Linked DNA regions of Mus musculus: all the other regions are linked to region 5. A link is a contact called in public Hi-C, HiChIP or PLAC-seq and promoter capture Hi-C data. All regions are on one chromosome and are shown on one strand. Each heading gives the region's core, a stretch centred on a gene start, on an enhancer-like site or on the middle of the called end of the contact. The rest is flanking DNA. Distances are from core to core; before and after follow the strand shown.

Evidence for each region. Promoter capture Hi-C pulls out the DNA fragments that hold promoters and counts their contacts. Hi-C and Micro-C count contacts between places; a contact is called where the count stands out from the background. HiChIP or PLAC-seq counts read pairs in DNA pulled down with a chosen protein or histone mark.
Region 1: a contact with region 5 is called in a Hi-C map of the N1E-115 cell line, with 15 times the contacts expected there. The contact joins the enhancer-like site here to the promoter of Sox11 in region 5. A contact is called at or near these places in 4 of 39 promoter capture datasets (the C10 cell line, frontonasal cranial neural crest, hippocampal neurons and 1 more), 4 of 484 Hi-C or Micro-C datasets (the N1E-115 cell line, cortical neurons, myocytes and 1 more) and 9 of 115 datasets of contacts at active chromatin or transcription factors (astrocytes, craniofacial prominence, embryonic basal ganglia and 6 more).
Region 2: a contact with region 5 is called in an H3K4me3 HiChIP or PLAC-seq map of embryonic forebrain, with 4 times the contacts expected there. The contact joins the enhancer-like site here to the promoter of Sox11 in region 5. A contact is called at or near these places in 5 of 39 promoter capture datasets (frontonasal cranial neural crest, hippocampal neurons, liver and 2 more), 3 of 484 Hi-C or Micro-C datasets (cerebellar granule neurons, cerebellum and uterus) and 10 of 115 datasets of contacts at active chromatin or transcription factors (craniofacial prominence, embryonic basal ganglia, embryonic forebrain and 6 more).
Region 3: a contact with region 5 is called in a promoter capture Hi-C map of frontonasal cranial neural crest, with 5 times the contacts expected there. The contact joins the enhancer-like site here to the promoter of Sox11 in region 5. A contact is called at or near these places in 5 of 39 promoter capture datasets (cranial neural crest, frontonasal cranial neural crest, hippocampal neurons and 2 more), 1 of 484 Hi-C or Micro-C datasets (nephron progenitors) and 8 of 115 datasets of contacts at active chromatin or transcription factors (craniofacial prominence, embryonic forebrain, embryonic hindbrain and 5 more).
Region 4: a Hi-C map of the N1E-115 cell line shows a contact between it and region 5, with 6 times the contacts expected there. The contact joins the enhancer-like site here to the promoter of Sox11 in region 5. A contact is called at or near these places in 1 of 39 promoter capture datasets (hippocampal neurons), 2 of 484 Hi-C or Micro-C datasets (the N1E-115 cell line and cortical neurons) and 11 of 115 datasets of contacts at active chromatin or transcription factors (craniofacial prominence, differentiating embryonic stem cells, embryonic basal ganglia and 8 more).
Region 6: an H3K4me3 HiChIP or PLAC-seq map of embryonic basal ganglia shows a contact between it and region 5, with 3 times the contacts expected there. The contact joins the enhancer-like site here to the promoter of Sox11 in region 5. A contact is called at or near these places in 3 of 39 promoter capture datasets (hippocampal neurons and liver), 3 of 484 Hi-C or Micro-C datasets (the N1E-115 cell line, cerebellar granule neurons and nephron progenitors) and 15 of 115 datasets of contacts at active chromatin or transcription factors (SST interneurons, craniofacial prominence, differentiating embryonic stem cells and 10 more).
Region 7: an H3K4me3 HiChIP or PLAC-seq map of embryonic basal ganglia shows a contact between it and region 5, with 5 times the contacts expected there. The contact joins the enhancer-like site here to the promoter of Sox11 in region 5. A contact is called at or near these places in 3 of 39 promoter capture datasets (the 3T3-L1 cell line, frontonasal cranial neural crest and hippocampal neurons), 4 of 484 Hi-C or Micro-C datasets (cerebral cortex, ganglionic eminence, myocytes and 1 more) and 13 of 115 datasets of contacts at active chromatin or transcription factors (craniofacial prominence, differentiating embryonic stem cells, embryonic basal ganglia and 9 more).

Annotation. Positions count from the first base shown.
Region 1 is chr12:27,848,022-27,851,047 of GRCm38.p6, forward strand. No RefSeq gene overlaps it. Among named protein-coding and RNA genes, the nearest start is that of Gm45941, 97 kb to the right of the region's middle. Within about 2 kb of position 1,455, at least 4 of the 459 cell types and tissues checked have an H3K27ac peak or open chromatin away from gene starts, as enhancers often do. A contact at or near this core is called in the N1E-115 cell line, where this site is marked.
Region 2 is chr12:26,935,272-26,938,388 of GRCm38.p6, forward strand. No RefSeq gene overlaps it. Among named protein-coding and RNA genes, the nearest start is that of Gm30350, 30 kb to the right of the region's middle. Within about 2 kb of position 1,595, at least 20 of the 459 cell types and tissues checked have an H3K27ac peak or open chromatin away from gene starts, as enhancers often do. A contact at or near this core is called in cerebellum, embryonic basal ganglia and embryonic forebrain, where this site is marked.
Region 3 is chr12:26,973,771-26,977,193 of GRCm38.p6, forward strand. No RefSeq gene overlaps it. Among named protein-coding and RNA genes, the nearest start is that of Gm30350, 8.4 kb to the left of the region's middle. Within about 2 kb of position 1,986, at least 9 of the 459 cell types and tissues checked have an H3K27ac peak or open chromatin away from gene starts, as enhancers often do.
Region 4 is chr12:27,794,682-27,798,073 of GRCm38.p6, forward strand. No RefSeq gene overlaps it. Among named protein-coding and RNA genes, the nearest start is that of Gm45941, 150 kb to the right of the region's middle. Within about 2 kb of position 2,075, at least 14 of the 459 cell types and tissues checked have an H3K27ac peak or open chromatin away from gene starts, as enhancers often do. A contact at or near this core is called in the N1E-115 cell line, where this site is marked.
Region 5 is chr12:27,341,103-27,344,178 of GRCm38.p6, forward strand. It overlaps Sox11 (SRY (sex determining region Y)-box 11), which reads right to left and starts at 1,616. Exons shown (of 1, transcript NM_009234.6): 1 at 1-1,616. The coding sequence starts at 1,306. The coding sequence ends at 119.
Region 6 is chr12:26,853,684-26,856,675 of GRCm38.p6, forward strand. No RefSeq gene overlaps it. Among named protein-coding and RNA genes, the nearest start is that of 4933409F18Rik, 21 kb to the left of the region's middle. Within about 2 kb of position 1,693, at least 21 of the 459 cell types and tissues checked have an H3K27ac peak or open chromatin away from gene starts, as enhancers often do. A contact at or near this core is called in the N1E-115 cell line and embryonic basal ganglia, where this site is marked.
Region 7 is chr12:26,901,232-26,904,584 of GRCm38.p6, forward strand. No RefSeq gene overlaps it. Among named protein-coding and RNA genes, the nearest start is that of Gm30290, 25 kb to the left of the region's middle. Within about 2 kb of position 1,985, at least 48 of the 459 cell types and tissues checked have an H3K27ac peak or open chromatin away from gene starts, as enhancers often do. A contact at or near this core is called in cerebral cortex, embryonic basal ganglia, embryonic forebrain and 3 more, where this site is marked.

The DNA of each region.
Region 1 (3,026 bases), core at 205-2,704, 510 kb after region 5:
CCCTAAATTCCCCAAGCTTCAATAGTTTCATGTGGGAATTAACTGTCCACAGCATTTGACTGTGCAGATAAAGTAAAAGTTCAGTCCACCGGCTTTATATAAATTAAATTTCTAAATTCTGGTCTCAGCTGAGTTTGCTTTTGAAGAAGCCTTAAGTTCTCAGGTCTTATTCCCTAGCAGTGGACTACAAAGCTCCTTCGTGTAAGCCAGTTGCCGTGTTGACTGCCTTGTGTCTTTCTGGCTGGGGTCTGCCGGCCCCACACAAGGAATGGAGAGCAGGTCTTAAGCTCAGGAGGCACCTGAAAGTCAGGGGTCAGAGGTCAGGGGTCAGGGGTCAGAGACCTCGCTCTCAGTTTGTTCTACCCTAACTGCCACAAATTCACCTTCCACAGATTGCAAAAGCAACATCTTAAGACAGGTTAGTAGGGAGATCATTTCCCAGACGCTGGTAAAAGATTAAAGCAACTAGTTCATACAAGGCTGTGAGAGCATTCTTCCCTGGGCCAGTCATGAGTTATCCTGACCTCATCAGGGTCAGCATAGGTTGGCTCTGTAGGTTGAAAAGCGGGTCATTATCACTGATACTGATGTACTGCTTCTTATAGCTGTGCACTGTGAGCCAATACTCACATCAGGCTATATAGACACAACCACCTAATAATCTCAAGGCCATGTCTGATTTTCTCCTCAACCTTATCGGCCCCTAAAACCTTATACCAAGAAGCTAAGGAGAAACAACACCACTCCGGAGCCCCATCTCCTCACCCTACACCCCTGCAGCACATGTCCCTGAGAGTCTTCACTGATTTGAAATTCCCTCCTGTCATCCTGAGGGCAGAGCATCATTTGAACAACCCCAGGCATCCTGCTGGCTTAGAGCACCCTTCCTCTTCTGGCTCTTCTCAGCACCATTATCACAGGCCACACGAGGTGATGCTTGTTCATGCATATAGCTCACAATGGTCAGAGTCCTTCTGGCTTCTGGAGGTTCCATATAGTCTTCTGTATAGGGCAGTGCAGCTGCCTCACCATAGAAGGAGATATTATCCTTGAAACTCAAGGCTGAGCCAGTTTGAGGCTGATGGCTGTCACACTTTTTTAAAATCACACAGAAGGCTCCCTGGTGCTCAGTCTGGTAGGCAGTCATATTGGAGAGACATCACCATTCCACAGTGGCAGATCCAGGATATACTTAGTTTTAATTGTTTCTCTTGTTGTGACCTTGTGTCCTGTGAAGGATGAAGAAGACACGCATGGATGCATGGGCCTGAGATTTCCTAGACAGCCAGTCTGCCAGAGGTCATGTACCCTCAGCAGGCTCCGGAGATCCCCTGCTGGTGACTGGCACCATCTTGGCTGAAGCTAGCTGATCCCAGGAGGCCACACTTCCTCAGCTGACTCTGTGGGAGGACAGGAGGACTGAGGACAGAGGACGAAGGATAGTGTAGATCCTAGGCAGCAGGAATTGTTTCAGAAAAGGAGTTTGGTGGCCTAAATTAATGTCTGTGAGTGTGTTCTCTGAAAGTCAAAGGCAGGAAAGAGAGTAGGATTCAGGTATGGCCAGGATCAGGAGTGTGATAAGGGTCACTGGGAGGAAAGCAAAGCTGTTGTGGGCATCTACAAGGGCAAGCAACCCCACCCTACCCCCAGTTTACCACCTCTCTTCTTCAGCACTCGATCTGGCTGGTTCTGTGCATCTGGGCTTGTCTTGTGCTTTGAAGGACGAGAAGCAACATCGAGGCCTCCACCCACCAGGTGGCAGCAGCAAGCACTAATGTAGGTGACCAGACAGAAATAACACCAGTAACAACTGCCATTCTAGATGAGATGAGATGGCTTAGAGCATAGTAGCAAGATTGGCCTTTGTCAGAACCATGGCTTTAGAAATCAGATTTCTTTCTTCCACTTACACATTCCATTAGCCATCCTTTCTGAATTTTTAAATTAACAGTGGGTAGAAGCTGTAATACTAAGACAAGTCCAATCAGGGAAGGGCAGGGCATCTTGGTGCAACAGATTCAGACCTAAGCTCATAGCTATGGTAGAGCGGGCCCATACGGAGGCCGAGTGATGATCTTAAGAGATAAAGGAGTCAAGGCTCTGTCCTCAAGCTGGATCTCTCATCTGATCTCTGGATCAGAGAGGCCAGGTAAGTGGTAGAGCCATGGTTGTCTCCCATGCTAGAACTTCTGCCAGTCCAGTGGTGATTCTTTAGCAATGGTGCTCTTACACCTTCACCACCATCCAGCAAATACTGGAATCATTTTTCTTATTTAGATTCTGATGTTAGAAGGAGGCTTCTCTAGGAGAGTAAAGAACGCTGTATCCTGGTTGCTGTCCCCAGAGCATCCACTGCTTCAACCTTGTGTATCTTGGGAGGGACTGTAAGCCCCTGCTGGGAAGCAGTGCAATAAGTGGTATACCACATAGCTAAGAGTGGGACATAGTGTGACTTCAACACAGGCCATTTCATCTGCAGCCCTGTCCTGGGTGGAAAGCTAGAAGATCCTACAACATCTGCTGTGTTAGCTCCACCTGACCTAGCCTTCCTGTCTTCACCCGAGTGCTTCCTCTCACTTGTGCACCAAAAGACACATCTCTTCATAATACACAGAGTTGACATATATCCATGATGTGCCATTAAAGGGTTCTACAAGTACCTTGGATACAAGTCAGATCAACACAGTTCAACTCCTCACTTTACTGCATAGTTATCCCTTACTGTTCAGTTGCAAACAGGGCCTGCATCTTGTACAAATGAAAACTGTGTGGCTTGTTGTATCTATGATATTTTCTGTCATCTCTTCTGCTCATGGGTAATTGTAAACACCTGTGGTCCCCCATGAAGATGTACAACCTTTAAGAGCATGACCCTTTAAATCCACTTCAGCCTCAACCTCCACATCCTGACATTATTGATGATGAAAACACAGACTGATCCACAAATTGAGGCTCTGTCTTTTATATTAAGACACTGCTCTGGTGCAGTTGATCCCTATATTTCCAATAATCTCACTGCCCAACAA
Region 2 (3,117 bases), core at 345-2,844, 410 kb before region 5:
GTGTCCACTGTTTGCATTGACTGGTGCTCAGAAAACTTTAATGGGCACCACTGAGTCAGTTTCGGGCCCCAATTCCCAAGATGCAGAAAGCGAAATGGCACAGCGATTGTGGCCAGAGGGGAAGCTAGGAAGCAGAGAGAAGGATGGTTATCCAGGCTGGTCTAACCAGCAAGGTCTTTATTTCCTCACTTATACCACACAATGGTCCAGTGAGATGCATGCAGGGAGAGTGCTCACAGAGAGACACAGAGTGCTTGGCCACACATCTCTCCCTCATCCCTGTCACTAGATGGAAGGCTAGAGATGAGCTCACAGATGGGAGCACTCCTGATCTTCCTTCTCAATTCCCAGTGCCAATTCACTTGGTTGGCATATGTCCCCTCCACCTTGATGGAGGAGGCCTTGTCAATAATGCTTCTCTGCCTAAATTATTTCTCTCAGTGTTTACCATGTGGGTGTGTTTTTTATTTCCAATAATAACCGAGCTTTAAACGTTTAAAACTTAACTGGGTAGATAAATATTTCCAACATCTCAACTTCATTCATCTAATTTCTTGAGGGTATTCTGCTAATGCCAAACTTGGCTATGGCTAATTGTAGGTACAAATTTAGCAAAAGCTTGTTTAGACAGAAAGAGAGCTGTGGCTATGTTAGTTATCTGAGGAATGAGCCCTTCAGAGTCAAGATCTCTCCTTGACTTAGGGTTACTAGTACTATGAGGAGACACCATGACCAAACAGCAAGTTGGGAAGGAAAAGGTTTATTGGGCTTACACTTTCACATCACAGTTTATCTCTGAAGGAAGTCAGGGCATGAGTGCAAATGCTTTTAAATAGTTAATAGTAGTGGGACTGCTAGAGAGATGGCTCAGTGGTTAGGAGGCCTTGCAGCCCTTGAAGGGCACTGGAGTTTGGTTTGTAGGACCCGTATTCTGTGCCTCAAAATGCCTGTAATTCCTACTCCAACAGATCAGACAACCCCTTGTGGCTTCAAAGTCACCACCGTGTATACGTGCACAGTGCATACAGAGGGGGGGGGAGAGGGAGGGAGAGGGAGAGAGGGAGAGAGGGAGGGAGAGAGAGAGAGAGGGAGAGAGAGAGAGAGAGAGAGAGAGAGAGAGAGAGAGAGAGAGAGAGAGAGAGAGAGAGAGAGAGAGAACCAAGATGAGGATTTAAGACAGTGGCTGGCACTGCAAGAGACACAAGTTTCAATTTTTTTTTTTAATTCTCTCTGACCCCAGAAACAAATACTAAGTATCAACAGATAGAGTTCTGGCCCGGTGGGTCATTTTCTTGTCTCTGAACAAAAGCTTTTACTTCTACACCATTGTGAACTGATGCTGAGAGATGCTCCAATTTTTACAGGAAGAAAGAAAGATAAAAAAGTTCCCTGAGGCAAGCCACACAATGAAATAGGTTGAGGCCACCATCTCCTCTGCCTCACAGTCATTTTTGAGCCTTTTTGGCCTGTGCTGTTGCTGGGCTGGGGAAGAGTCTTGCCCCCTTAACTGAGAATTACCAGGACATATGGTACAACCTGGAGACCTGGGTAGACAGAGCAGTTCACAGTTGCTGCCCCGTGCTGGCTTCTTTCCACTAGACAGCTTCGCAAGACGCTCAAGGCTCATGCTGGGGGCATATGCTTCTGGACTCTGCACTTACTGCCTGCAGCTATGAAGTCCTGCATTCTAATGGTAATGTGGCAATCTGTTCTGTGACAGCTCAGGGGGGCTGGATGACATGCATGCTCCTGACAGGGACATCACTTTTATGAGACATTGCTTTCCCTGCACCTGAGAACTGATGTAATGAGAGAGAGAGAGAGAGAGAGAGAGAGAGAGAGAGAGAGAGAGAGAGAGAGAGAGAGAGAGAGAGGATTCACAGAATAAAAATAGCAGACTGCTTTTCAAAATGAAGCTCATTTTATACCCAGCAGAGCTATGTTTAAAAAGGCCTTTTCCTGTGGGATAAAAACTGTCTAACTTCCAGGCTGATGGTTTCAGAAACAGCTCTTCTCTCCTCCCCAGTGATCCTGGAAGGCCCCACTCTAGGAGACGTGTGTTTGCACAAGGCCCAGGATGCATTTCATGTTTAGTTAGCTCTAAGCTCAGTTGCGAGTATTGGAAAGGGAAATGAACAGAGAAAAAGAGAAAATAAATTCTGATTAAGCAATGAGGAGAATATCAGTATTTTTTCTGCTGTGCAAGGCTCTTTTTGCCCCATTCTTGAGTCTGCATTTGCTGTTCTTTGTTGCTGGATATTCAACTGAATAATTGAAAAAGTACACACACACACACACACACACACACACACACACACACTTATAATCATTATTGGAGAACATACACACAGAGACAAGAAGCAATGGTAAGTTAACATTTCACATCGAGAGTAGCAGGCTATACGATGGGGGTGGTGGGTACAAATCACTGATGGAGTACAGAAACAAGCAATCAGAGAGGAAGACAAAAGGTTGTGGGCCTGTGGAGGGTAGGAAAGCCAGGCATGTTCAGACCAATACAGAAAGAGATGGATCAGAGTGCTTTCGGTGTAATACCAAATTCTCAGAGATTTTCATTATAAACAAACCAATCCTCGGATATTAATTGGGTACCAGGATAGAAATGTGATTTGCCAAGAAGACTCACCACCCTGCAGCCCCAAACAACACCCCTGGCAGCAAAGGCATCTGTAATCAAACAAGTCTGAAAGCCCATCTCTGTCCATCAGTTTGAATCAGGATGCAGCCACACAGAACTAGCTGGAGCTGGGCCAATCAGAAGGCACCCGTGTCTGAGAAGATTCTCCCTGCAAAGCCTACAGAATTCAGCAAGGGCCTTCTGAGATCCCACCAGTGCGAAGCTGTCTGTGGGAGTCTTAGAAACTTTAAGAAAGTCAGATCTCACTATATTCCCTTGGTGTCTGCTGTCCTGGAAAATTGTCTCACACAGAGAACAGAGAAAACATTATTCTGTAGTCACTAAAAGAGTATAGAGAAGGGAGACTTGATGGAGAATGGTTCCCTGTTTAAAGATGATGATCGGTGCCGAAACTAAGGGATGCATCGATTCATTTTCCATTTGGTTTTTATAACTGAGGGTCAGGATTGGGAAGGAGG
Region 3 (3,423 bases), core at 736-3,235, 370 kb before region 5:
TAAGGAGAAGGGGTAGCTGGGTCTAAATGTTTCTTCGAATTCTAGATAAAAAATTAACTTTCAGTATGTTCCCTGGTTGTCTACTTTAATTCTGCTGTGCTAATAAAGCACTCCAAACAAAAGCAACTTAGAGGACAAGAAGGCCTATTTCAGCTTAGAAAACGTCTATCTTTGAGGGACAAGAGTTCAAGCAGGAGCTGGAAGCAGAAACCACAGAAGAGTGCTGCTCGCTGGCCAGCTCATGGGCTCTTGCTTAGCGAGCTTCCTTATACAGGTTAGACTCTTCTGTCCAGGGAACAGTGCAACCACAGTGAGCTGGTCCCTTCTGCATTGATTAGAAATCAATATCACCTCCCACAGACATTCCCTCTGTCCAATATTGTCTGTGCCTTCAATTGAAACTCCCTCCCCAGGTGCTTCTGGGCTGTGTCAAGTTGACAAAGTTAACTATGATACACAGGATTTACACAAAGCCCCCTCGGGAGCCATGACACATCCACAGCCTTGGAACCGGGAAGACGTTTTGTCTGTGAATTGTATAGAGTCAGTAGGGAAGGATCTCTGGTTTCCTGTAGAGGTATGCTCTTGCCATAGGGGTTGCCTCTCTTCTATCAAGATCTCATTTGTCCTAATTTTTCAAAAATTTTTTTTCAAAAAAAATTTAGCCTAATAATTCCTAACCTTTCAGAATATTTTAAAATGAATTTTTGTCTCCAATATTTTGTGTATATGAGATATATATTCACACAAAAACATTAGAATAAAACTTAAAGAAATACAGACACACACACATACACACACAGAGACACAGACACACCTACACAGACACATACACACACACACACACACACACACACACACACACACACACACACACATACACACATAGTATAAATACAGGATGCAAACTAATTGTAGATGTCAGATGTCAGAAGACAGCACCAGAGTGTCAGCTTTCCCACTATGGAGAACCTAGGTCATCAAGCTTGTGTGACAAGCACATGTATGTACCTGCTTAGTCATCCCATGTGCCCTATAATATGCATTTCTTAAGAGAAACCCCTCATTGGGGAACTGAGCAGCAGAAACTCTCTACAGATGGAAGCTGGAGAGATGACTCCGTGGTAAAGAGCACTGGCTGCTTTTGCAGGGGTCCTGAGTTTGATTCCCAGCGACCACATGGTGGCTTACAACCATCTGTAAACAGATCCAGTGCCCTCTTCTGGTGTGTCTGAAGACAGCAACCGTGTACTCATACATTAAATAAATAATAAATATTAAAAAAAAAAAGAAGAAAGAAAGAAGTTCTCTACAGAGCAGAAGTGATAAGATCATCCTAGCTGTCACTTTGCTCTCATCTCCTGTGCTGTGCCTGCTCCTGGGGCTGGGACTGATGGCATTTGTTCCAGCATTTGGGCTCAGCCTTATCTTTGATATTTACTGCTGGATTCCTCCTTTGTGTCTTCTCGATTCTTGCAAGGGCTAGAGAGGCAAGGGCAGACAATTAAACAAATTAATGAGGTGTCCTTTTCCTTTTCCTTTTCAGCTCTCCTAATTTCTCCCTTCCTTCTCCCCACCTTCTATTTCTTCTTTCTTTTCTCCTGTCTACCATTCCATTTCTTTACACTGCCCTCATTCCTCCTTCAGTTGCCATCCTCATTGCAACAATCTCCCTACAAATCACCACCAACACAAAGAGGGAGCTCGACTACAGGACGTTATTTATGCTAAGCCACATACCCAGCTCCAACTCCAACTTCACTCACTACACGTCAAATACAACCTTTGCGGTGAAGGATCCAGAAGTAAAACCCAGACCTTGTGGTGTCAGAAAAGCTAACTACAGAGTCACCGACTCAGTACAGTCACTGCCAATAACAAACCTGCTTTACCAAGCTGACAGACGTGCAGCAAGTACCGCAGACTCTAGGAGGGGTGGCCTACTACAGAGGTGGGCTGTACATGGAACAGGGAAAAGCATGAAGCTGCTGTTCCTGGGCTCTTCTGGTAAGAATGACTCTGTGGATTGTTGTGCCAAAAAACCCCTCACATGTGGCTAGCACAGAGGCTACAGGAAAACTAGAAGCCAGACAACTTGTTAAAAGGGCATGAGAAGTGTGTAAGCTGACTGGATGTCATCAGCCTAGACTGAGAGGCATATGGATCCAACTGCGCTTCACTTGTTGCTCTAGAAAGAAAACACGATGCATTTTAAACTTTGTAAGCCAGTCCGGATACCAACTGTACATGAAAGGTAGTCTGTAAGGACGGCCTTCTCTGTGCTGATAAATACATCTTTACATTGTTACGGAGTGTGTGTGCCCCGTGCTTCACTTTCCTTAAGAGGACGCACAGTTATAAGGACAGTTTATAGACATGCTCATAAATGATGAATCTGATCATGGTGTGCATACATGTTCAACATAAACACAACCACTCTGCATACATAAACATAGCCAGGGACTCAGAAATATGGGACACCGCTGGACAGCTCTGCCAGACCCTGTTTAACTTTGTTCTTCCCTGGTTTGCTGTCCAGCCAGAGGAGGATTTATTTTGATTTTGTATATTTACTCTTGCTGTGTGTGTCTGTAGGCACGTGAGGTATATGTGCACATGTGTACACGAGTGCACATGTACATAGGGGGATAGCACCTGTGTACATTCACAGTGTCTATTGGGTGCCCTGCTCTATGGCTCCCCAATTTATTCCTTTATTAAAGAACCTCACATTGAACCCAGAGCTAGGCTGGCCATGAGGACATTCTTTACAAATTTTGTTTTTCATGCTCTCTCTCTCTCTCTAGCATCTTAACCCATTTTGTGGGACACTGTGGTTTGTTTTTGTTTCTAATTAAGTGAATTTTCTGGTCCAGGGCTTTTGGCAGTACCAGAAAGTGTAATTAAGTTCACGCTGGTCACAAGAAGAGACTTTTGGCAAAGCATATTTTATTCCTTCCTGTAAAAAACATTTTCAGGACGTTGGCCAAACTGATTGGATTTAATTGGGTATAAGGCTTAGAGCTTTAAACTCTCTCCTGTACTTGTGGGCCGCCAACCCTCAGGCTTCCGGGGGCCTCTGCTCTGTAGTTCAAAGAGCAGCTTTTAGATCCTCTGTAAAGCTTGCATTTGAGTGTGCCTCAGGGCAGCTCTCTGAGACTAATCCCATGGCCCCCTTCCAAATGAGACGCAAATGGACAGTCTCGCCTCAAATCAGAACCTGAGGGAGCCTAGGGCAGGGCCCTTTGACATAGAATAGGACAAGTCCAGTCACTTTAGAAGAAGCCAAATAATAATGGGTATTGTCTGCTGTTGGCTGGAAACAGTGATGGGTGAGGAGATTATACAGTGGTAGAGTGCTTGCTGTGAAAGCATGAGGGCCCAAGTCTGATCATCCAGAAACCATACACCAATGTTGGGCAT
Region 4 (3,392 bases), core at 825-3,324, 450 kb after region 5:
CCTTTCTCTAACTCCTCCACTGGGGACCCTGTGCTCAGTCCAATGGTTGGCTGCAAGTATCTGCCTCTGTATTTGTCTGGCTCTGGCAGAGCCTCTCAGGAGACAGTTATATCAGGCTCCTGTCAGCAAGCACTTCTTGGCATCTGCAGTAGTGTCTGGGTTTGGTGTCTGTATTTGGGATGGATCCCCAGATGGGGCAGTCTCTAAATGGCCTTTCCTTCAGTCTCTGTCAAAGTATGGATGCCTCAGTTCTTCTTAGAAGGGGTGGCTTTTATCCTCCTTCCTCCAGAACTTGTATAGAGGGTTTGTTCCTTGAGACAGATGTAACTTGTCTCTGGACCCCAGCAACCTTTTGATATACTGAGCCTTAAGCAATTGCAGATAGAGGTAAGAGTTTCCTTCTGAACTCAGTTTTTACTCCTCAACACATTCACTCTACGTGTGTAAGAAGACTGGACTCCTAACAGCCCTGCCCCCTAACACGCACGCGCGCGCGCGCGCGCACACACACACACACACACACACACACATGAGAGAGAGAGAGAGAGAGAGAGAGAGAGAGAGAGAACACCACAACATGCTAGCAGAAGGATCAGAGTCCAGTCCCTTAGATCTTACAGCAATGTCACTGGACAGAAAATAGTCATGGCCTCTAATGCAGCTTCAGAACCTTGGCAGTGAATTTACCTGCATTGAGAGAAAAACCGTTCATAAGGTGAGGAGGGGAATGGCTGTTTCATCAGAGCACGTGACAGTTTAAAGTTCAGGGTTCTCAAAAGAGCAGCATAAATGTAGTATCCTAGCTAGGTCCCTTACAAAGATCTGTAAACAGGTAATATAATTCTAGTAACCCTGATACTTTACCAATGGTAGACATAAAACAATAATGTGTGAGATGCTTACAAAACTCAGGAAAGACAGGAAATAGCAAAGTGGGTGCTGAAGTGAGGGTCCCAGGCAGAAAGGAAAGGTCACAGATCTTAGGGCAGTTGACAGGAAGAGCATACTGAGGGCAGTTGACAGGAAGAGCAAGTTACGTATTGACAGAGAAACAGCAGTCATAGAGAAAAGAGAGGATAGAAATAAATGACACACTCACAACAGACAAACAGCTCCCATTAAGGTGATACCAAGGACCCCAAGATGGGATCCCTGCGTCAAACTGTTTCTAGTTTTTTGGTCATCCTTTCCCATCCAGACTCCCTTTCTTTCCAGGTTGGCCTGCCCAGGGTTATCTGTCCTCCTTTGGATAGACTTTTTTCTGACTGGGATCTTCACAATGCTACCTCTAGGCCAAGAATCCAAGGAACCCTACCTCACTTTGCCCTTCTAGGACTATAAGACAAAATAAGCCTGTTTATCCTTTAACTTCATCACTCAGGCTTTTGTTCTTTTGTAACTTTTGCATGAAGGATTATGGACTTCTGGGTTGTGTCTTTGGGGGGTTAGGAAGCAAATTAATGTCAAAGGCATTAAAGGCAATACATGAGATTGGAGAATCTTTGCACATCTTACAATCAGAATATTTGACAGTGATATGATCATGACGCTCTCAAACTCCTCTGTGGACTTACTGAAGTCTCCATGGAAGGCCTGGTGGCTTTTGTGCAATTTAACAAGCTGATTCTGGGATTGTTTTAACACCCAAGTACCCACAATGTCCAAAGCAATCTTTAAGAACAAGAACAAAGCAGGTGACTGTATAACCCATGATTTGAAAGTACAAACCCAATCCAATTGTGGGAAGGTGACAGTGGTGTAGAGATCATTACATAAGATGAAGGGGAAGTGAATCAACAGGTGTTAGGACCCCAAAGTCACAGACAACAATCATCAACAGTGCTTGGGGAATGTGCTGCTACTGAAGCCAAACCAGGACACAGATATCAACTCAAAATTGAAAATACACACAAAAGTCACATAGGCAAGGCATTGCAACCCCAAACACAGGAAAGGAGTGCTTGATGTTATCAACAAAATCACTAGCGCTAAAATTAATCTTGGGCTTTCAGGATGCTCTACAAAGCAGGGAGCAGTTCATGACTCACTTGGAATTGATTCATGAATGTTCTGGACGAGAAACAAACCACCACCGCTAAGGGAAGGCAGGACTCCCAGGAGCTCATATTAGAGGATACCCATTATGGCACTCAGGAGCCATGTCCAGGGAACCTGCCAAACAGGTTTGTGTCTGACTCTCAGGATCTAGCTCTGGGTTTCCGAGCAAAGGAAAATTCTGCTCTGTGAGAGTCATCTGTGAAGTAGAGATTATGCATACCTTTGTGGGCTGTCAGGAAAATTAGCTTAGATCCTCTGTGCAAATGTTTCCCTTAGCCAAGATCCAGTCAGGAAAACTGATATTATCACTCTTTGTGATGGGAAGTATGCACGGAAACAGACAATAGCCTTAATAACAAGAAACTAAGCATAGTATTGCAAAGAACTCAGTAGCTAGCTAGAAAGATTAAAAACCACAAAAAGCTAGCCAATAGAGCACTTTGCTCTGCCCTTCCTCTCGGGACTGGCAAAGACAAACATTAAAGATGTAAAAGTAAGAGGGGGATTTGGGAAGAATTAGGAAGTGGAAGGGGTGTGAAAGCATAATCGAGCTATATAATCATTCATGTATGTATGAAATTGTCAAAGAATAAAGTTTAACAACTAAACATAGGAAACAGAGAAAGACTTGGATTGTGAGCGCGTGGACCTGAAGGAGGATCTCTGTCAAATGGAGCAGAGAGTTAAACATTTGGGGACTTGGGTTTCTGAGTCAGTCGACAGACAGCAGCATAAGGTGGCAACTCATCATTACCTAAGTCTGCCTGCTTCTTTCTTACAGTGCCTGTTGGCAAAACAACCTTGACAGCCAGCGAGGCTGGAAGAACAGAGCAAGGCATTGTGGGATTTCCAACCCAGATTAGCAAATCCAAATCTAAATAGATGAACAGAATTCTTAAAAAAATGTTGTCGACAAAAGCTGACATTAATGTTTTTAACATCCTTTGAGAGTTTGGAATGTTGCTGATCAACTATGTTGAGCTATCTTTAGTATCGCAAAAAGCCATGCCTTGCCTGCTCCTTGTTGAACCTAACATCTTGATAAACAGATAAACATTTGGAATTTATTAGCTCAACAAAATTCTATTATCTACTAATGGGAGAGCTGAAAATGCTATCAGATAACATCGGAGACCGATGGTTGAGATCCTCATCTTGACGTAGTCAGCCTTTATGATATTTCCATCAAAGTTTTTTTAAAATTTCTTGTTTTATAACTTTTTTTGTGTTACCATAAAAACACTTGGAACCCTGGGTTAGAAGGAGACCTAAATCTATGTTCCCAGTCCATGGTTCCTCATATTTTGACTCTAAAATAAGATAGTTCTTATTTT
Region 5 (3,076 bases), core at 366-2,865:
TCACCGTTTCCAATTTCTCAGCGCCACATCTCTCTGACCATGAGCATCTTCTCCCCCTCCCCCCACCATCCTCTTTATCCTGACCGCCACGACTGCCTCCCGAGGAGCCCTGCGCCTCTCAATACGTGAACACCAGGTCGGAGAAGTTCGCCTCCAGCCAGTCCCCCGCGATCATCTCGCTCAGCTCCGGCGTGCAGTAGTCGGGGAACTCGAAGTGGGAACCCAGGCTGCCCTCGCTGAAGGAATCCAGGTCCTTATCCACCAGCGACAGGGACAGGTTCCCCGCCGCTCCCGCGCCCAGTGGCTGCTCGCAGGCGCTGTGCGCGCCCTGGGAGAAATTCAAGCTCAGGTCGAACATGAGGTCGTCTGCATCCTCGGCGCCGCTGCCGCTGCTGCTGCCGCTGGATGAGGAGGTGGACACGCAGCGGGAGGACGCGGGCGACAGCGCGGGAGGCGCGGGCGGAGGCTGCTGCTTGGTGATGTTCTTGAAGCTGTAGTAGAGCCGGCCGCCCGCGCGCACTTCGTCGTACAGGCTCGCGCCCTCGGGGGACTCGGCGGCACTGCTGAGCGTGGGGCTGGCGGGGACCTTGGCCACGCTGTAGCGCCTCAGCAGCTGAGGGGGTTGCTGCTGCGTCGGCGGCGGCAGCAGGTGCGAGTGCGCGGGCTCGTCGTCGTCGTCGTCAGCGTCCGGCTTGGGCCGTAGCTGCAGCTCGTCATCTTCGTCGTCGTCTTCATCGTCGTCGTCCAGGAAGACGCACTTGGCTGCCTTGCCCGCGGCGCAGTCCCCCGGCTGCGCCGCCTTGCCCGCGCCCGCCTTGCCCGCAGGCGCCTTGAGCTTGGCGCACTTCTTGCCGGGGCCCTTGGCTGCCTTGGCGCCCGCCGCGCTCTTGTCGGGGCTCTGGCCCGCGCTGGGCTTGGCCGCTGGGTCCGTCTTGGGCTTTTTGCGCGGCCGGTACTTGTAGTCGGGATAATCAGCCATGTGCTTGAGGCGCAGGCGCTCCGCCTCCCTGATGAACGGGATCTTCTCGCTGTCCTTCAGCATCTTCCAGCGCTTGCCCAGCCTCTTGGAGATCTCGGCGTTGTGCATGTCGGGCGACTGCTCCATGATCTTCCTGCGCTCGATCTTGGACCACACCATGAAGGCGTTCATGGGCCGTTTGATGTGGCCCGACGCCGTCTTGCACCAGTCCGGGTCGCTCTCGTCCAGGGCCACCGGGCTGCACGCCATGAACTCGCCCTCCTCGGTGTCCAGCGCGTCCCGGGGCAGGTTGCTCTCGGCTTCCGAGCTCTCGGCCTGCTGCACCATGGTCCGCGGCGGGGCTGGGCGCTCGGTCTCCTGCGCGGGCGCCCCTCCCCCTCCCGCCCCTCCACCTTCTCCGGCAAGTTGCAAAGTCCTTGGCCGCGCGCGTCCGCGGCTGCCCCCCTCCCCCCCGGCCCCGTTCCCTGCTGCGTCGGCGGCTGCGGCGGCGACCGGAGAGGAGGCGGCGGCGGCCCGGGACCCGCGCTCTCTCTCTCACTCGCTTGATTTCTCGCTCTCTCACTCCTGGCAGCCGCCGCAAGCGCCGGACCCCAAGCACTCCCAGGCGCGCGCGCTTCTTCTGCAAAAAGTTGAGGGCTCTCTCTCAACTCGTTATCAGGGTGTCATATGGGTGACATCACTACTCCCACCAGCCAATGGCTGGTCCCGACTCCGCCTATCTCCCGTTATTAACCACGGGCCCCACCTCCAGCCCCGCCTCCTGGCCAGTTTGCAAAGATGGGGGGCGGGGGGAGTTGTCTAGAAATATGTTATTTTTTCAAAAGAAATCCGCGAGTGCGCACAGCTGCGCGTGTCCCCCGGGCGGATGCAGGACGGAGCGAGAGACGCCAGCGCGGACTCAAGGGCGCGGGACGATGGACTGAACCCCAGTGCAGATGCACCCACCCGGGCACCGCGAGTGGGTGCCCCTGCTCATCCTGGGCGCGTCGCGCCCTAAACCCGCGCGCGATCGCGCTGCGCCGCTATCCAGCAGAAGGTGGCGCTTCGACACCGCGCGGCACCGTGCACGTGGGCTCATCCTCCGGTTCTTTTTCTCCCTCTTTCTAGAGCCCGGTCGCCGGGCCCTCCCTCCCCCCCTCCCCGCGCACCCGCAGGGTTTTGTCCCGTCTCTCCCCCTCTCGTTTTCCCTCCTGGATCGCGCGCATCTGCCGGTTCGGCTGGAGTAACGGTCTTCGGAGACCGCCGTGTCCGGGCGGCTCCGGAGCGGTTCGGAAAGGAGTTCACGGATTCAGGCCGGATCGGTGAAACAGCCCGGGACTCAGCATCGCCGCCCCTCCCCCACTTTCTACTCCATAGGCCTCCCCAACTCCCCGCGTCCCGCCTCCTCTGTCCATCACCTACGCCCTCCTCCCCTGCAGCTCGGTCCTGAAACCCTAGCTCTGCCTCCCAGCACGCACCTTCTGGGTCATTTGCTATTTTAACCCAACGGTACAAACCAAAGCTAAAATGAAGTGCACTCTCGTTTAAAGCGAAGATATTTCTTATTTGCCTGCTAAGGCTGCCGCTGGAGCGGTGGCTCCTGCCTACTGGTTTTGCCGGGCTCCTTGGAAACTCGCTTCTCTTTGTGTTGTCTCTTACCCACCTATGGCTCTTCTGAGGACAATGAAACGAAGCCTTTCTGCTTTCTGTTTAACGTGGCTGCTCACCCTGTTTTCCTCATACCTACCCACTGTCAGTTCTGGGGGCTGGTTCTTAAGATCTACAGCCCCTCACCCCACCCGGAGTTGCTCACCCGAGAAATCGGCCGCCCGGGACTAGTGGAATTATCTAAACATATTTCCTTTCAGGTTGGTGTACTGCACAGGGTACTACACTTCTCATCTCCCACACATCCCCACTCCGGACATAGAATGGTGCCAGGTCTTCATAGGCCATTTTATTTTTAAAAAGGGGGGAGGGGTCCCTGTATTTCACCCTTATCGTATTCACCCCAAAGAAAAGCACCGATCCAAGCACGTGTATTATTGAAGTTAACCTCAGTCTTAATAATGTTGGCATTTTATTTTAATGTTTAAGGCTATTGGAACCTAAAAAATT
Region 6 (2,992 bases), core at 443-2,942, 490 kb before region 5:
ACCCACCCCTGGAAGACTCAGGGTTAAGGTTTCTCCCAGAGGGGAGAGACCTAAGACTTGCTGCCCTAGGCTCCTTTGGGGCTCATGTGTATGTCAACTAGGCTGTTCTGCCTCCTAGACACATCTGTCTCTGGCTTCCTGTTTAATGCTACGGAAGCATGGGGGTGCAGGCTTTACATGATTAAGCTCCCTTCTTCTACCTCCAGAAAGATAGGCTTGAGAATCCAGCCACACTACGCCAGTGTCTGGAAGCACCAACTTTCAACATCCTGCACATAGTACCCAACACTCAATACCCAGCATCCCGTGCCTAGCTTATACTTAGAGTTTTTCAGCCATTCATGTACTCTGTTTCTGAGCCCTGTCTTCCCATGTACTCTGTCTGCTGCTTACTCTCCAGTCTCTGTTTTATAAGGTATATAAGTTAAGTCATCGAAGTAGGTACCCAAGGTTAAGACCAAGAGTTCTGGGACCATGAAACTCAGGCTGGGGGACTCCAGACTAAGCACAGATTCTCTGCCCACATTCTATCTGCTGTGATATACATGTACAGTACTTAACACTTATTTACTTGCTTATATACTAAATCTACTAAGCAAAGGGTCAAAAGCAGATCAAATTTGGAAGCTGCAGAGGAGCAGAAAGAACAGGGCAATGTCTCCTGGTCTCCAATAGTACTCTCATTCCACAAATCAATATCCTGGCATACACAGTACCTGGATCAGCTATTTTAACATTTTAAGTTCATTAACATCTCACTTTCACAAGTGTACACCAATAATGCAAACCATTTGTCTGATTTATTTATTTATTTATTTATTTATTATTTATTTATTTAATTTTTGAGCATCTACTGTTGCTAGACATGATCTGGAACACTTTTGTCTACACACACACACACACACACACACACACACACACACATCCCCTCACATGTGCACTGAGGAGGACTTAGACAAGCTTCCACCTTTAGCAGTTTTGTCTCTGCAGCACACCATGGACTCTGAGGCCATGCCCTCATTCTCTGTCCTTCAGTCTCTGCTGTAGTGAATGTGCCCGGCAGGTATGCCCCACCTTGCCTGCTCTATCTGACAGTAATCTGTGAGGAGGGAAATATTTTGAACTTACAGATCCAAAATCACAGTCATAGCCTACTAACCAGCTTGAGTGACTAGGAATTGACCTTTTAATTATGTTGAGTTTAATTGATTACAAAGTCACATGATCACCAGGGTCTCCCTTAGTGGACATTGCAGCTGAACAACATTCATAGAGTTTCTTCTATTCAGTGTCTTTTTCTGTTTTCAATTTCCAGGCTTTTTTTTTTAAGGGTGTAGGATGGGTCCTGCAGCTCTTGGGTGTTTGAATGGCTGCCAATAAAGCTGCCCATACTGTCCATTCCTGTGCCAGAGGAAGCACCTGACCACCAGGGTTAATGATGTTAACCTGATGTGTCCCAGCTGGCAGAGGAGCACCAGGAAGGAGGGAGGGAGAAGCAGACCAATCCAGGGTGGGGCTGGAGGAGGGCAGCCTTCCTTTCTTCAGCTGGATCTGGGTGGGTGTGGCTTTGACCACATTAAATCATAGATGGTCTCTCATTGGGAATCCTTCCAGCCGGTAGAACTCAGTGCTCAGCCAGCCAGCAAGGCAGATGGAGACTGCTGGCCCTGTGCCACCTGCCACTATTGGACAGAGGCCCACTTCAGTAGCTACAACTTGCCTCAGGCTTTGATCCAGTCCCTCAGAAGCTCAGTAAAGACTGTGGAAGTGATGAATGGCTGGGAGTAAAGAGTATAGAGGAAAACCATGTCCTATTTGGCTTAGCTATCTGGGACTCCACAAGGATGTCCCTCAAACAGATTCATCACAAGCTATGGGAAGAGTAACATCTGGGGAGACATGGGCTTCCAGGACCTACAGTAACCCACACCAACAAGTGTTCTCTTCAAGTGTGTTTTTCCTCTGACAGTTCTACCAGTGTAAATATTGAATAATGACTACTTTCTTCCCACCTTCTCCCCTCCCCCTGATACCTCTGTTAACCCCCCCTCCTCCTTCTTCCTCCTCTCTCTCTCTCTCTCTCTCTCTCTCTCTCTCTCTCTCTCTCTCTCTCTCTCTCTCTCTCTCTCATGTCTGTTCACTTTGTTTGTGAATGCTGCATTTAACTAGGGCCTTCCATGTAACCATTGGATTGGATCTATGCTTTTTATCTTGTTGGATATTCAGCTGACAACAATATTCCCTCCTCTTTCAGACTCAATAGCCAATAACTCATCAGTAAGAGACAGGGAGTCCTCTCTACTCTCATGCCCCACCACATGACTAACTAGGGACAGAGTGCCTCTTACACACACACACACACACACACACACACACACACACACACACACACACACACACACACACACACACACAAACACACACCAAAAATAGAAAGAAAAGAAAAGAAAGGACAAAGAGGAATCCACCCTCTCTACATTTAATAAAATGAGCAAGATGAGTCATGGAAGTCTGCAGCTGAAGCAGAAGATGATAATATAGGTAGTAGGTGGAGCTTAGGAGTAGGGTAAGTAGAGGTGGAGAGGTAGAAGATCAACATTGGCTGCACACTGTCTGATCTTTGCCTGACCTTAACTTGTGGACTTCACACATAGTATTTTCTTTAGTTCCCCACAATAGACTTTATATTAGCAAACTTGCTTTATATTTTTTCAAGCTCATACTACGAAAGAAATTTTGTTCCTAATATGGCAAAGTTAGAAAGTGATGGGGATGACATCTGAGCTTGTGTGAAAATGACCCCTAAAAAATGCCAGAGTTCTGCAGCAGCTTCTCCAGTGCTTTCAGGATTTTACCTGCAGCCCACTTTGCATGCCAGCCATCTCTTTACACAGAAGTCCTTCAAATGTCTTTGTTCCCTTCATCATGGTTCAGAACCTTTAGATCCTGTAATTCAAGTACACTGTTTAGTATTTGCTGATAAGTGCACTTC
Region 7 (3,353 bases), core at 735-3,234, 440 kb before region 5:
GTGTCTCAAGTTCTGACAACGTCCCTCTACAGACCCTTGAACTTCAGTGTGTCCTGATGCATCCTGTAGAGACAAAGGTTTTTAAGATGTCATTTTATCATCTCAACTTGCTCTCAGAACTGAATGTTGTCTTCCAGTATCTTTTCAAAGGTGGGTGCTAGTTCTTAATAAAGAGGGCTTTCTGGCTCTGTGACAATTTCCATGTGAGTCTGATTTCTTCTACATGCTGACTGACACTGAGGTTGTCTCAAGACTTTTGAATATGTATTTTTATTTAAAATTAATAAACCTCATTTATTTTTAATGTGTCAATTCCATTTTTATTAATCATTTTAGCTACCATGGTTTTCATTGTGACATTCCATGTGTGTGTGATTAAATATGATGGTTATTCATTTTTATTCTGACCCTTCCCTGCAAAAGCTATTTTTACTTTATTAAAAAATTAAACAGAAAAAACAGAACTCCTGTATCCTAGTCCACACATAGCAACCCCATTGGAACCCTAAAATAAATTTCTAGCTTTCTTCTTTTAACTGCTTACCACACTGATATATTATTATTAAAGGTGCATAGCTTCCATTCTCGAGCCCATGTGTGATACTTTGTGTTGTATGTATTCTTCCAAGTGTACTCACATGTATCCATCATGATAGCAACCCACAGAATAGTTACTCTTCCCCAACACACTATGCAGATTCCATCTTTGTCCATTCTTTGCCCACATCCCCATGGTAACCACTGGCATTTTTACTTTCTCAACACTTTTGCACATCTAGACTATCTCATAATTTGGAATCATGCCACATAAATGGCTTTCTTCAATTTGTCTTATTTCACTTGGAAAAATGTGTTCGGAGTTTTTCCATGTCTTTTTATAGCTTGATAGACTTCTTTTTAGGTCTTAATAATATTCTGCCTGTTGGAATACATCATAGTTTATCCATTCACCTCCAGAAGTATATCTTGGTTGCTTTCAATTTTTAACAATGATGAATAAAGCTACAATAAACTTGGCATAAAAGTTTTTTGTTCTTTTGTTGTTGTTATTTTCATTGGGGGGGGCTCTTCATTTGTTTGTTTGGTGTGGATTCATGCTTTCAACTTATTTGGGTATGAAACATGTTTTCAAGAACTTCTCAAAAATGTATTGTGTGCTTTCTAGAAAGGTATGTATGATACCTGACCATCTGAGAAGAGTAAATGAGAGGACTGAGGGGTCATTCCCTGGGGTTCTCTGGATGCTCAGTTTTGCCACAGGCCTGAGAGAAGAGTCCAGCAGGTGTGATACATGGCTCATCTCAGTTCTGGGCGTGCAGGGTGGGATGAGAGTCTGAAAGTTCTCAAAACACCCGTGTCTTCCTAAACCTGGCAAGGACTCACCTGAGCATAGGAGACAACTGATCCAGCACAGAGGGTAGAACCCAAAGTCAGAGCTAAGAAGCCCTGCCCACAGCCTCAGGGTGCCTCTGCTCTCTTTCCTCACGAAGTCGTTTACTTTAGCTGGTCACATTTAGCATTCATACAGACTATATTTCATCAGACTATCACCCTGAAAGTAATTTTCCCTCAGTTGAATACCTCTGAATAAAATATTTCTATTTTATTCACCATGGGTGGTGGGGCAGGATTCTGGGTTTATAACAACCATCCATTCAGAAACACAAATTTTCTTCTCTTTTGTCCTGTGATTTGTGTCTATAAAACTTAAAATAGGGAAACTAAGAATGAGAGTCAACATCCCCATCAGGAATAAAGAGGAAAATGAAGGACTCCTGAACCCATGGAGGCTTTTGGGCACAATGGTGTAAATTAGAGAGAGACCACTGCCATTTAAATTACACGTGAAGATACCAGCACAGAGACCCAGTGCTCATCAGAGTGATGAATGCATCCCAACTTAGAAGCAGTCAGAGCCACTTTGAAAGATGAAGGCTGAGGCTGGAAATCGATTCTGTTGAGAAGACACACCTCTCAGTGGAGAGGGAATAAGCTGATATGGAGAATTCCTGTCTAAGCTCCAGCCTCGTAGTGTAAAGTGCACATTCGCACAGTGCTGATGCTGGCGTGAATACACAACTTCTGTCCCAGGGAAAAAGCAGACCTGCAGAGCAAGAACAGGGAGGAGAGACTGACAGACAGAAAACGTACATGCGCAGGTCATGGGTAAGGGGGATGTACGTAAGTTGCAGGTTTCCAACACAACTCAGGCCATCCAAAGCTCTGTACCACCCTTGTCTGTAGGATAATGGCAACATTGACAAACAGCACCCGTGAAGAGAACACGGGGCACAAACTCCGCGGTTTGCTTTTGTCTTCAACGGGGAACTGGACCCTGTGTCTTTATTTCTCCTGGCACGTGGCCCAGGCGGGCACCCTCCTGAGACCTTGGGGCTACTCACAAGACAGTGCACACCAGGAGCCACGCCCTTGCTCGCCTTTGCTACCGCAGCTGCTGCAGCAGCCGGGTCCAGCAAGGCTGCCTGCACTGTGGTTGCTTAAGATTTCATGCCTCCAGGTGCTGCATGGGTTATTCATGAAGGCTGCAGAGCTGTCGCCATGGGAGCCAATTGGCTGCGGTGCTTTTAGCATATTAATAACCTCCCCTGATTTAGTGCTGGGCGGGGCAGCCACCTGCACCTATAGTAGACAGCGAGTGATTGGCTTTTCGGTTTGCAGAACCCTACTTGTTATTTCTTTCCTGAGGGGCCAGAAAGAATATTTACAAATGAATCCAGGAAAGCTGGAAGCCAGGGAGCCTCAAAGAACTCAGACTCTATGGATTCTCTCTTAGGGTTGGGGTCCTTCTTCCGTTCAGGCTTCTCCCTCTCTTCACCAACAATGGGGGCCAGGAAAAAAGCTATGAGACTACAGATACTACATCAGAGGACCAGGTGATGGAAAGCTTCCTCACCAAGAGAGATAGAGGCTGGTGAATCCTGCTTAGTGGCAAGGCATTCTATACATGTTCATTCTAACCATTGTCCATGTGGGCCAGGGAAACAGGATGCTGCTTTAAGGTCATGACCTTGGAACAAAAAGGGTCAAGTTGCAGGACCTGTACAAACAAGTTGTCAGTCTGATGGGGAATTAAGTGCTCCCCAAAAGGAGGAAATTTGTATGCATAGGCCAGGAAAAGGGCTAGGACCCCAAAGGTGAAGCACATCCAGGATGGCAAGACAGGGTGGAGGTGTCGTGTTCAGTCAAACACATGTGTGTGGAGTGCAGGATAATGTGTGGTATCATCACCATCATCGCCACCACCATCATCATCTGTACAGCGTAACCTTGTCAGACTCTTTGTGGCCTAAAGATGTCATAGTGAATGATTGATCTTTCAAACGTCATTACCC